2 separate regions of the Mus musculus genome follow, and region 1 is linked to region 2. The links are chromatin contacts, called in public HiChIP or PLAC-seq maps. All regions are on one chromosome and are shown on one strand. The core of a region is the stretch at or near the end of the contact, and the rest is flanking DNA. Distances in the headings are between cores, read along the strand shown.

Region 1 (5,503 bases), core at 283-2,782, 440 kb before region 2:
GCTGCCTTCTGCCTTCTCAAGGCCGACTCCTTAAACTGTGTGTCGTGAGTCAAACATGGATGGAAACAGGACACTTGCAAGCAGGAACAAAGCAAAAAGCCTTGGACAAGCAGCACCCAGACATTAATTCACAATTATCCATGTAATGAATCTGAGGTGACTGAAGCCTTGGATCTAAGGACCATACGTGTATCCATGTGTAGCACGTGACATCACACCATACAAGGCCAACAAATGCTCCCGAAATACATCAGCTCAGATTCAAGTCTACTCCATGCTGTGAGCTGCATGTTTTGACTGTGTTTTTAAAGGAACATAAAGTTTTAATTATGGGAAACGAATACTTTTCATATTTCCCTACTGTCATATAAGTATTGGGTTAGTACCATCTCTGGATTGGATTGGATTAGAATGTCTGATTGTTTAAAAATCGCTGTTTGTGCCATTAGCTTGAGTTTCATGAAGAAATTGTTCAGTGAATTTTGACGTGAGATTAGGACAGAATTTCTAATAATTGTTAAGTGGTCCCTCCCTTTTTATACTACACATTTATGAGACTAGTGTCCGGAGTACTGCCGTCTGTGAAAGCAAACTATGCATGAACTCAGAAAAACCTTCAAGATGCTCTAAGTGTCTGGGTGTAGTGATCACAGCTTTAATCCCGGCACTTGGGAGAGTGAGGCGACAGGACCTCTATGAGTTGGAGGCCAGCCTGGTCTATGTAGCAAGTTCCAAGCCATACAGGGCTACGTAGTGAGACCCTGTCAAATAGTCAGCTGGGTTTTAATTTTTTATGTAAAAATAAATGGGCAAATCCATCTCATTAATATGCAAATGTGCTTTCTCACTTTTAATAAATGGTGAGATGTAGGTACCGAAGACTTGTGTTGGAACAAATTCCATTATGATTTGTTGTCAGTGTTTGATTTGCACACCCACTTTATACAACTCTGTACCTGAGGTCACACTGAAGTTTATAAGATGAAAAGAGGTTGCAGTCAGAGTGCCATATCATGCTGCAGACAGCAACACTTCCTGTATGTGCATGTAGCATGTAGCGTGTAGCCTGTAGTGTGTAGCATGTAGCATGTGTGTAGTTCATGAAACTGTAAGAGACTGTGAGGAGGGAAAAGTAGGTCTTACACAGGTGAAGTAACAGATGTGACATGGATGTACGAGAGAAGTTCCTGGGAGGAGGAGGGGACCAGCCGAGGTGGCAGAAGGGAGATCATCAAGAAAAATAAAACATGTGTGAAAATGCCACAAAGCAAACACCACTGTGTGTGGTGACTTAAAAGGCCCAATTTCTAAAGCAAGGCAGGAGCTATATCCCATAGTTTTGTCCTTTCTATAACTCCGGCTGAATGCAGCAACACAGTTATGGGACAAGGAGCCTGCTTTACTTATGTTATGCACCAGGAGGAGAGTTATGGCTGTCCCTTCCCACCAAGCGTTCTTCACTCTCTCTGCTGGCCTGGAGCCCTTTTCCATTAATCAGCCCAGTCCGCATCTGTTCCCGAGACCTGCAGAGGCCCAGCGGAATTCCAAGAATTCCTTTAAAGAGAGAACATGAGATTTCCTGGTAGGACTCACAGGGGCCCTGCATAGCCAGCCAGGATTGAGTTAGGAGGAGCTGCGTGCTCAGGATTCAAAGGGCATTCTTGCGCCTTACCTGGTAGTTATAACTTGGCTTTTCCAGTGGGCGTGTACTAAGTGGTGTATGACTTCTTAAGAAAAGGTTTAGCCTTCAGAGTAAAGTTAATTTTCTCTGGTAGTAAAAACAAAATGTCAGAGTCTCTGAGTATTAGCAGCTGTCCACTCTGTTGCTGCTTCTTCCTTCCGGAGCCGGGTTTCTCCGACGCTCCTGTCAACTAGGTTGCCGGATAACCTAGCAGCAGAGCTTTCTCTGGGTCCGTCTCTCAGGTGGCCTCATCCAAGAGAGGCCCCTAGGTGAGGAGATGCAGGACTGGGTCTCTATGTGGCCAGCTTCGGTGTCTGCGTGCCTTCAACCATATCCACAGGGAGAGAGCAGCCCTATCTCTAGCACCTTGCCCCTGCCTGCCTGGCTGCAAGTAATTAAATGTGTCCAGAAGCTTGGAGCCCCCCACAGGGCAAAGGTAGCTCTGACTTTTGAATGTGCCTCCCACTCCTGCATTGGTCATAACCTTATAGATTTTTCCTGGGACCCTCACTCCCATCTGTTGCTTCCCCTAAATGTTTGGAGGCCTACCAGCCCTTGAAGCTACAATTGCTGGACTCAGGTATGGCCCCCATTAGCGCACACATCCCTTTCTTTGTGTGGCTTCTCATTCTTCATTCTGTCCAAGGCAACGAAGCAGAACCTCTCACTTTCAGAGATTGCCCAGCGAATGTCCTCTGCGCACAGCCACGACTGTATTACTATTTTCAGAAACTGTGTTGTGGATTGATTGAATTGTCTTCTCAAAGTTCATGTGCTGAATTGAAGTGACCCCCCTACCCCTGCCCCCAGTACTGTATTTAGGAGACAGGATCTTCGGGGTTAAAGAGCCTTGCCTGGATGCTAATTCAATATGAAGGGAGCCCTTACTGAGAGGGAAGTTTTTACGCATGCAGATGTACAGAGGGAAGACAAAAGGAAGGGAGACAGCCAGTGATAGATTCTCAGTGCTCAGAAGGAGACAGAACTCCAGACAACCACCCCAAGCTTAGATGTAGGCAGATCCTTGAGTTGTAGAACCCAAGCTGTAGCAGTACTTTTGGTGGCTTCTAAAGTTATTGCAAAGAGTGCAATAAACCCAGCGATAAATAGCACAGTAGCCCTGTGCGATCTGCCCTTAAAAGCAAAATGCTTTGACTAGCATCTGCGTTATCCTCCCTCGCCCCCCCCCCCGCCCCAGTTAATGGGACCTACAGATCTGGGGCTGGGGTCTGACCCTGCCCTGGATGGGCTCAGCACCACCATCACCAAGACACCAGGGCCTCTTGGGTTTTGCTCTCATGGTGTGTGACTTTCTTCCTGTTTGGCTCCCTGGAATACCAACTGGCTGGATCCCAGCCCTGCACGGCCCCACTGTGAATTGTTCTTGTGTCTCAAATGTCAGCAGCATCATCACCACAACGTAAGCTCTCTCCAAGTCAGGGGGCCCGGTATGAAGTGGCGTGGCTCTCCAGTCTCCAAAAGCCCAAAGTGTGCCACCTAGGAGAAGGTGATCTCCAAGGCGAGCCACTGCCTCGGATCGGAAGCGCACACGCCTGCTGTTACTTCTGGCAGCAGAGGAGTGTGATCCGAACAAAGGCAGCCTGGTGCTGTGTGCAGCAGTCCTTTTATGAATAGATCTCTGTTCATAGTGCACAGCCGAGTGTGGCTTCAGCGCCAGCCCGGCTCCTTGTCCTGTGGGTCAGGGGTGGTGGCAGCAGATCGGTGGGGGTTGGGTCTGAAGGTCTCTGTGAGAATGCGGCACTGCAGCCTCTTTCCTGCTCTAACCCCGCAGTAGGTAACTAAGGGTTTTTCATTTGGTGCCCTTGTTGGTGGCTACTGACCCTGTACCATAGCAATGGCTTCCTCTTCTAACCCACCCAGTGGTCTTTGGGAGTGAGTTTTCCTGAGCTACTATTTCTTTTATTTGATATGCATTGCTTTTCCGGAGGTTGACCTGACGTGTATACAGATTACCATATTAATTTATTAGGGAAGCCACAATAGGTGTTTAGTGTTTCTAAATGAAATGATAGAGTTTCCCACCAGTGTTATAGAAAGTAAAAGGTCTAGCCTCAGGTTTGCAATCCCAAGTGCTCTGGAAGCCGAAGTAGATGATAAGTCAAAAGTTTAAGATCCACAGCCATAGAGATGACTCAGCGGTTAAGAGCAATTGCCTTCTCTTCCAAGAGACTTGAGTTTGATTCTCAACACCCAAATGGAGTCTGGACCATCCGTAACTCCAGTCCCAGGAAATCTGACATTCTCTCTGGCTTCTGTAGGCACCAAGCACACACACATGGTAACATGGTACACATAGGTACTATAGGCAGGTAAAAAAAAATCATTCACATAAAATACAGATAAATAAATCTCTTTTTTCTTTATTCATTGTTTGAGTCCAGCCTGGGCTCAGTGAGACCCTGCTTCTAAGGAAAAGAGGGCTGGACTTTATTACAGTGTTGGAGCCCTTGCTGAGCACATACAGGGTAAGATCGTTTACTTCAGATCTTCAGGCCAGGGACTGTGCTAATCCCCTCCTCTGAGTTGCTCCTCTTGTGTATCTGTGGGACTCTGTCTGGAACGGTTTGTAAATATCCGGAGGCTGCACGATAAACGGCGTTGCCATGTGACTTCCAATTTAGAAGTGTTACAGCCTAAGAATTTGGAGCCCCCACCCCCACAACACCCCACTTTTTCTGAAAACCAGCCTGGCTTTATCGTGCATACCCTTCACTTATGCAATTGTACTTTCTCACTAGCTCAGGTGAGAAACTGAGGCCACCCCAGACCTCAGTGGGCAGAGAGGCAAGGCAGAAGGAGAGAGAGGGCTGCAAGGACTGGGACTGCCTGGTGGAGGGTTGTAAATGCTGCAGGAGACGTCACCCATGGTCTAAGTGGCATGTCTTTACCCACCAATGCTCTTCACCTTGCTCAACCTGTACCCACAGGATTTAAGAACAGGCAGGATTCACATCCTTGTGGCCAGTTGACAGTTTTTATAGGAGACAGAGTTCCAGTGGAGGGACACGTGGGTTTGTCTGAGGCCACACGGATGCTGTGGCCTTGGATGTTACCAGCAGAAGCCAAATGCCAACAGTATTTGTGGTGGGTAAGCATTACTGTCCCTGCCAGTTAGAATAGTATTGCTGTGCGAAAGACACTTTCTGTCCTTATCACTCCACCCTTAAGGGCCTAGGGCAGACCTGGAAGTGTGTGTCCTGAAAGCACCCAGGGACAAACGTCTTTTGTCTTCATGGTCACTTTAAAATGAGTTTAACATTCACTGGAGTATACAAATACCCTCAGCCCTTGAACCATGAAGCTGCAGTAGGAATGGCATTTGCTTGTCTTTTGCTACCTGCATCTAATGACCGTAAAGGATTATGGCAAAGAAGATGAGGATCTACAGGAAAATGGAGTTTGCAGAATTCTCATGTGTCTTCTCTCCAGGACACAGGCTTTTGCATCATCAGGAGGGGAGCCATGCTGACATGGTATGAATTCAGGGCATGTTAACAAAATCCTCACTCAACAGCTCTTGGGGTGATCCTAAAGGCCACTAGGTTCCACAATACAGTCATAATACAGGCATGGATCCAAAGAGGTCAATTCAACAGTGCAAAGCTTGTTCAGCCCGATTCTGGGAGAAGGCTCAGAGGTCCCGAGAGTCACGGTGGGTACTCTCATGTGCAGAGTCAGTGCCTATGGATCCAGATGACTATGGTCTGAAGAGAGTCTGAAAAACTGGATTATTAACACACAGTAAAACCCAGATTCAGAGCATGCAGCCTAGCTCACTTACACAGCACGGGGACATCCTTA
Region 2 (5,475 bases), core at 2,313-4,812:
GGCTGGAAGGCTGGTACGACCACGGGGGAAGAGTTTTGGCAAGTTTGCTGGTTAGCTGTCTGTCAACTTGACACAAGCTGGTGTCACCTGGGAAGAGGGATTCTTGACCAGTTCCCTGTAAGCAAGTGTGTGGAACACCTTTTAAATTAGTGATTGATGTGGAGGTTCAGCCCACTGTGGGTGGTGCTACCACTGGACAGCCCTTTCTCCCATACCACATACCCCCCCTCCCATCCCCAGAGGTCGCGGCTCTTATTTGTCTCTGCAGTAGAACATAACTGACGTGGTCACAGAAAGAAATACAGGGAGGAAGAGTATGGACTTTGATGTGCGGCGCTGAGCCTTGGAGAAATGGAATCTGGGGAGATTTTGGCTGATGGGGAAGGTAGAGGGTGGAGTTCTACAGGCCCTGATAAAAATAAAACACAAAAGCCTGTGGGCTACACGGAGGTAAAAGTTTGGGGTGTTCTGTTTTGCAAAGGCAAGAACATTAACAAAGTATGCCCTAGACACCCCCAATACCTACATTTCTGCTCATTTTTATGTATCTGCATTTTAGAAGTTCTAGAATCCCTTCCCTGGAGGATTTCCCCAGGGTCACAGCATGGCCAGTTTACACACCATAGGTTCCCCCAAAGTGGCTGTGTGGCCCTGGTTTATGAAGGCTGCATTTGGCTCCCTCCATGGACTTGCCTGGATGCTGGCTTTGCTCCTGTGTTCTTGCTCACAGTAAACATCGCACAGGTGCAGAGGGTGATCTTCTATCTCCTTCCCAGCAGTCACAGGGCTGAGCACAGCTGCCTAGCAACAGATTTGCCGTGCACCATGAAAACAGCAGAGAGGAGAATGGGAGGGGGTGCAGGTAGGCTTGAATATTGCCACATGGAGAATGGGGGTCAAATCCAGCGCCGCGGCCAGCATTGACTATTTTCACATAAGGAGAAGATGTGAAAACAAAGATGGAGTTGTACCAGCATCCTGCATGGAGCCCTCCTTCCCGTGGCTTTGGTGAACCACCCACCTGCCACGAGGCAGCTCAGGCTGTCTCTCTATGAGCAGTGCATACTGCCACCTACACAAGGGCCTTCTGCACCTAGTTCTCCTGTGTCGCCATTTTCATTCTGCGTTCCTGTGGCCTCATTGTGTATGCAGAGACTGAATTTCTGTGTCTCCTCTCATCCCACGGCCCTGTATGCCTTCATGGTCCCAGGAAGGTCAGCAGAGATAATGTTCCCACTACCTGCAAGGCTCCTGGAGTGTTGAGGTGTAAATTTGGCCTAAGTTTACTTTTGCCTTGAATGGGATCCACCTGAGTCCTATCCAACCTCAGGCCCAGAGAGTGTGTAGCTCCATCAAGAAAGAGAAAAGAAATCTGTGCCAGAAAGATGGTAACCCTTCTCCTTCCACCTTAGAAGCACGTGGAATTCTCAGGTAGAAGCATGAATACATTTTGTTTCTTCCCCTGAAAGTCATTCCATGCACTTCTTGGCTCATGAACAGTGGGGTCCTAGCAGAGGCCATGGAGTGTGTGAATTAGGCTGTTGGATGCAGGCAGCCATGGGGTGTGTGAACAGTCTCCCCAGACACGCTCAGAAAGAGTGAGCTTCTAATACAACCACAGGCTGTGTGGTGGGGCCTGGGTGGCACCTTCAGCAAGTGATTCCCTGGAGTTGAAAGGAAGCAGGGAGGGAGAGATGCAGGGGTTGAGGAAGATAAGAGAAGAACAGCAGAGTGACTGTAAAATCCAGGATCCATCTCAAGTGTTGCAAGTCATCTTGGGTCCTCATGTGGTTCTTCACAATCTAAGGATGCATTTAGAGAGGCAGTAAAAACAGAGGCAGGTTCTGGCAGAACCACCTACTGAATCTAGTTGTGGTCCTTGACTAAATGTAGACCCTGCTTAGGAGGGAGGTGGGAGAAGACAGAACTCGCATCTTTCAGCTTTGTGCTTGGAAGAATAGAGACAACCAATAAGGAAGGAAAAATGTATAAATGAAGAATATTAATGACATATTAACTCCACATCTCCATGTTCTTCCCTCAAAATCCAAGTAGGAGATCAAAGCCATTTATTTTCCTCATCCCCTTGTGGTAGGGACTGCTCTATCGTTAACCCAAGTGCCAACCTGGTCATGTTAGGCACTTGTTAAATGGAACAGAACTTTTGGGATGAGATTTGGCCATACTCACACCCTGTTGTCAGAAGCCCAGAGGGGTTGAAAGGGATTTGCTGCATCTCAGAGGACATGCACTGGACCAGAATGTGTCCCCATCTTCCTTCAGTGTGTACTGTCAGGTTCTCTCCCCCAGGTGCCTTCGTTCAGGTACTGACCCTGACCTGTACACAAGGACGGTCTGCGAAGATGATACTCATGACTGGCCACATGCTACACACATCCACATCCATTCTGGCCATTATGCCCACTCATGGCAAGATGCCTGAACATACAACTTTAACCTTATCCTGTGTAATCATGACCTACATGGAACCAAACCCAGGGTTTCTCACCCTGCACAAATGGGAGCTGAATAGTAAAGAATGATGCTGTTATATTTCAGACACTGGAACAGGAAATGCCCTTACGCACACAGTGAACAGCTTTAGACCATCTGCCACCAGTTTCCATGACGACGCTCTTAAGCTCTGTGCTGAACCTGTTATCTTGGTTTCGTGAAACAACAACATTTGACTCATCCAGAAATGAATGAAGGACTGGTTAGATGCCTCAGATGGTCAAGTAAAGGCACCGGAAGCCAAGCCTAAAGACTTGAGTTCAATGCCTTGGTTCCACACAGAGGAAGAAGAGAATCAATTCCCACAAGTTTTCCTGTCTTTCATGCATATATTGGCACACACGCGCACACACACACACACTATAGATAAATAAATTAATGAATATAAAAAAATGATTGAAATGTTCACTGATAAAGGAAACCAGAAAAGGAAGGAGGGAGGGAAGGACGGAAGGAGGGAGGGAGGGAAGGAAGGAGGGAGGGAAGGAAGGAAGGAGGGAGGGAGGGAAGGAAGGAAGGAAGGAAGGAAGGAAGGAAGGAAGAGAGGGAGGAAGGAAGGAGAGAGGGAGGGAGGGAAGGAAGGAGGGAGGGAGGGAGGGAAGGAGGAAAGAAGACAGGGAAGGAGAAAGGAAAGGAGAGAGGAAGGAGGGAGGGAGAAATGAGAAAGGCATAAGATGAGGTATATCACTCCTTTCATGACTTCAGCAGCCTTGCAACAGACAAAGTTTGTTTCAGCCAGGTCCGGCCCCGCCCCTGAGGTAGCCGCAGGGTATGCATCCTTCACCCCTCCCCCATGAGTTCTAGCTGAGGGACTGTCTAAAGTGTGCCTCTCTTGGGATGGTATGATGGACTGGAATGGAATATCGGTCTTCACAGAAGTCGGTCCTGCTGCCTTGTGCCCAGCAGTGCTTTCCAGGGGATGCTAAGCATAGCCAGTTTTGTGCAGTCAGTTTGACAGCTTTATTTCTTTATCCTCGGTGCATTTTGTGATTTGCTGGCTGAGCCATAGCTTGTGTGTGTCAGGTACAAGAACAGCCTGTCTAGTTGAGCTGAAAAGAACAGATGTTCTCTTGTTTAAGCCCAAATGAGAGACCTCTTGAAACTATGCAGTTTAGATGCAATTACCCCATTTCTAAGACAATTTGCTCCTTAATCTAATATTCACCAGGGCCGCTCTGACCTGTTTCTGAGCAGGAGCAGGAGGCTCATGCAGGTACACGGGCTTACCAGGACATTTGTTATTCTGCTGTTTTTTTTCCTCTGCAGACCAGACAGGGATGTTCTTGAAAATGGCTGAAAAGTTTTGTGGCGACAGGTGGTGAATGCAAAAATTACATCATTTAAAGAAGTGCATGACTGGTACTATCACATTCAGTAAATCATTAAGAAGTTCAGTGTGAAATGACGATTTTCTGCAGAGCCGAGTGGCACGGAGATCGGAGATGCCGAGATCGGCTCTGACTATTTCAATTGCCTAACAGACGCCCCCTCCCCCCAACCTTGGACATCCATGCTTCGAGTGAGTGCTGAATTGAGACTGTGGTTTCTGTTCGAGAACTGAACAATGCTCACTGTGAAAACTACTGATTTTAAAAAGCACATAGCAAATACTCACAAAGTAAAAACCAACATTTATACCATGAGGCATCAAGTAGTAGGGAAGCCATCTTGCTATCTTAAAAGGCAATGTTAATATGAGAAAGTGAGGTCTAAGTTTCCTTCTCTGGGACCATTCAGTCACCAAAGATTGCTTTGGCCTCACATAGCAGTAATGAGAGACCTTCAGCCATATTAAGAATCTGAACCCAGGATGCTTTGTCAGAAAATAGCAAATCACAGTCATACTATCTTTTGATTGTTTGTTCTTAGGGCTTGTAAACATGGGCAGAAAGGTCTAAAGGACAAAAGCTGGAGATATTTTAAATACCTTAGGAATGTAACTATATCACGGTTCACAGATAGGCACAAATACCTGGAGGGAAGGTTTCTGCATATATGTGTGTTTGTGAGTGTGGGACTGGGACACGTACATGTTCAATGTGAGTGAAGACTGGAGGAGAATCAAAGCCATTAACTTTCCCCACATGATACAGGGTCTCTCACTGAAGTCTACGTCAGGCCAGGCTGACTTGCAGGCAAGCCCTGGGGTCCTCCTCTTTCTACCTCTCCAATACCAATACCGGGATTAATAATGCATATCATACCCAGCCTTTTATAATATGGGTTCCGGAGATGGAATTTGGGCCCTCAGGCCTGGGAGACAAGTACTTTAAACTGGTTGAGCCAACTCCTCAGCGCTTAAATGGAAGTCTTAATCAAAAGAAAAATACTAAAAGTGACACTTAGGACCCTGAAGGAATTAATATATAAGAAGTTTGGATGCTCATTCCACAACCCCACCTCTTCGTCAAGCCTAAAAGCCTACCCCTGTTGCTACTGTTTCTTCTTTGAATAATTATTCCTCAAGACTAAAACTCCTTAGGGTTACAAATAACAGTGAGTAAGGGCTGTCCTACTCGGGTGTTTTTCAGCTGAAAGCTGAGTCTCCAGGGCCCTCTGGGAGTTAAAGAGCACTGTGGAGGTGTGAGTTTGATTGCTTTTGACTAGCCCTGTGGAGGTGTGAGTTTGATTGCTTTTGACTAGATCCTTTCACAGATCTTTCACAGAGAACTTGAGCTGTGGAAGAGCTATGAAGGACAAGTAAGCCCCATCCCAGCAATGGGCATGACGTCTTCCCTGGGCAGGGCCAATAGATCCTGTCAACAGCAAATAAAAACCTTTATAAGTTACATTTTCATTTGACCTGGCATACATATCTCATGTGTTTCCCTTTTGCAAAAATGTTGAGATGTATTTCTTACCTACTCCTATGTCAGTCATGATTCTAACTGGTTAATGGGAATGGAGACCCAACACGAGAGGGAGAGGCAGTCAGACAACATTCAACATTCAGGTTGCCCT

What was found. HiChIP or PLAC-seq counts read pairs in DNA pulled down with a chosen protein or histone mark.
Region 1: an H3K27ac HiChIP or PLAC-seq map of extraembryonic endoderm stem cells shows a contact between it and region 2. The contact joins two enhancer-like sites. A contact is called at or near these places in 1 of 484 Hi-C or Micro-C datasets (bone marrow-derived macrophages) and 2 of 115 datasets of contacts at active chromatin or transcription factors (embryonic basal ganglia and extraembryonic endoderm stem cells).

What each region holds. Positions count from the first base shown.
Region 1 is chr8:10,958,235-10,963,737 of GRCm38.p6, reverse strand. No RefSeq gene overlaps it. Among named protein-coding and RNA genes, the nearest start is that of 3930402G23Rik, 33 kb to the right of the region's middle. Within about 2 kb of position 1,532, at least 70 of the 459 cell types and tissues checked have an H3K27ac peak or open chromatin away from gene starts, as enhancers often do. A contact at or near this core is called in extraembryonic endoderm stem cells, where this site is marked.
Region 2 is chr8:10,523,943-10,529,417 of GRCm38.p6, reverse strand. All of the region lies in intron 27 of Myo16 (myosin XVI), which reads right to left. Among named protein-coding and RNA genes, the nearest start is that of Gm51561, 96 kb to the right of the region's middle. Within about 2 kb of position 3,562, at least 27 of the 459 cell types and tissues checked have an H3K27ac peak or open chromatin away from gene starts, as enhancers often do. A contact at or near this core is called in extraembryonic endoderm stem cells, where this site is marked.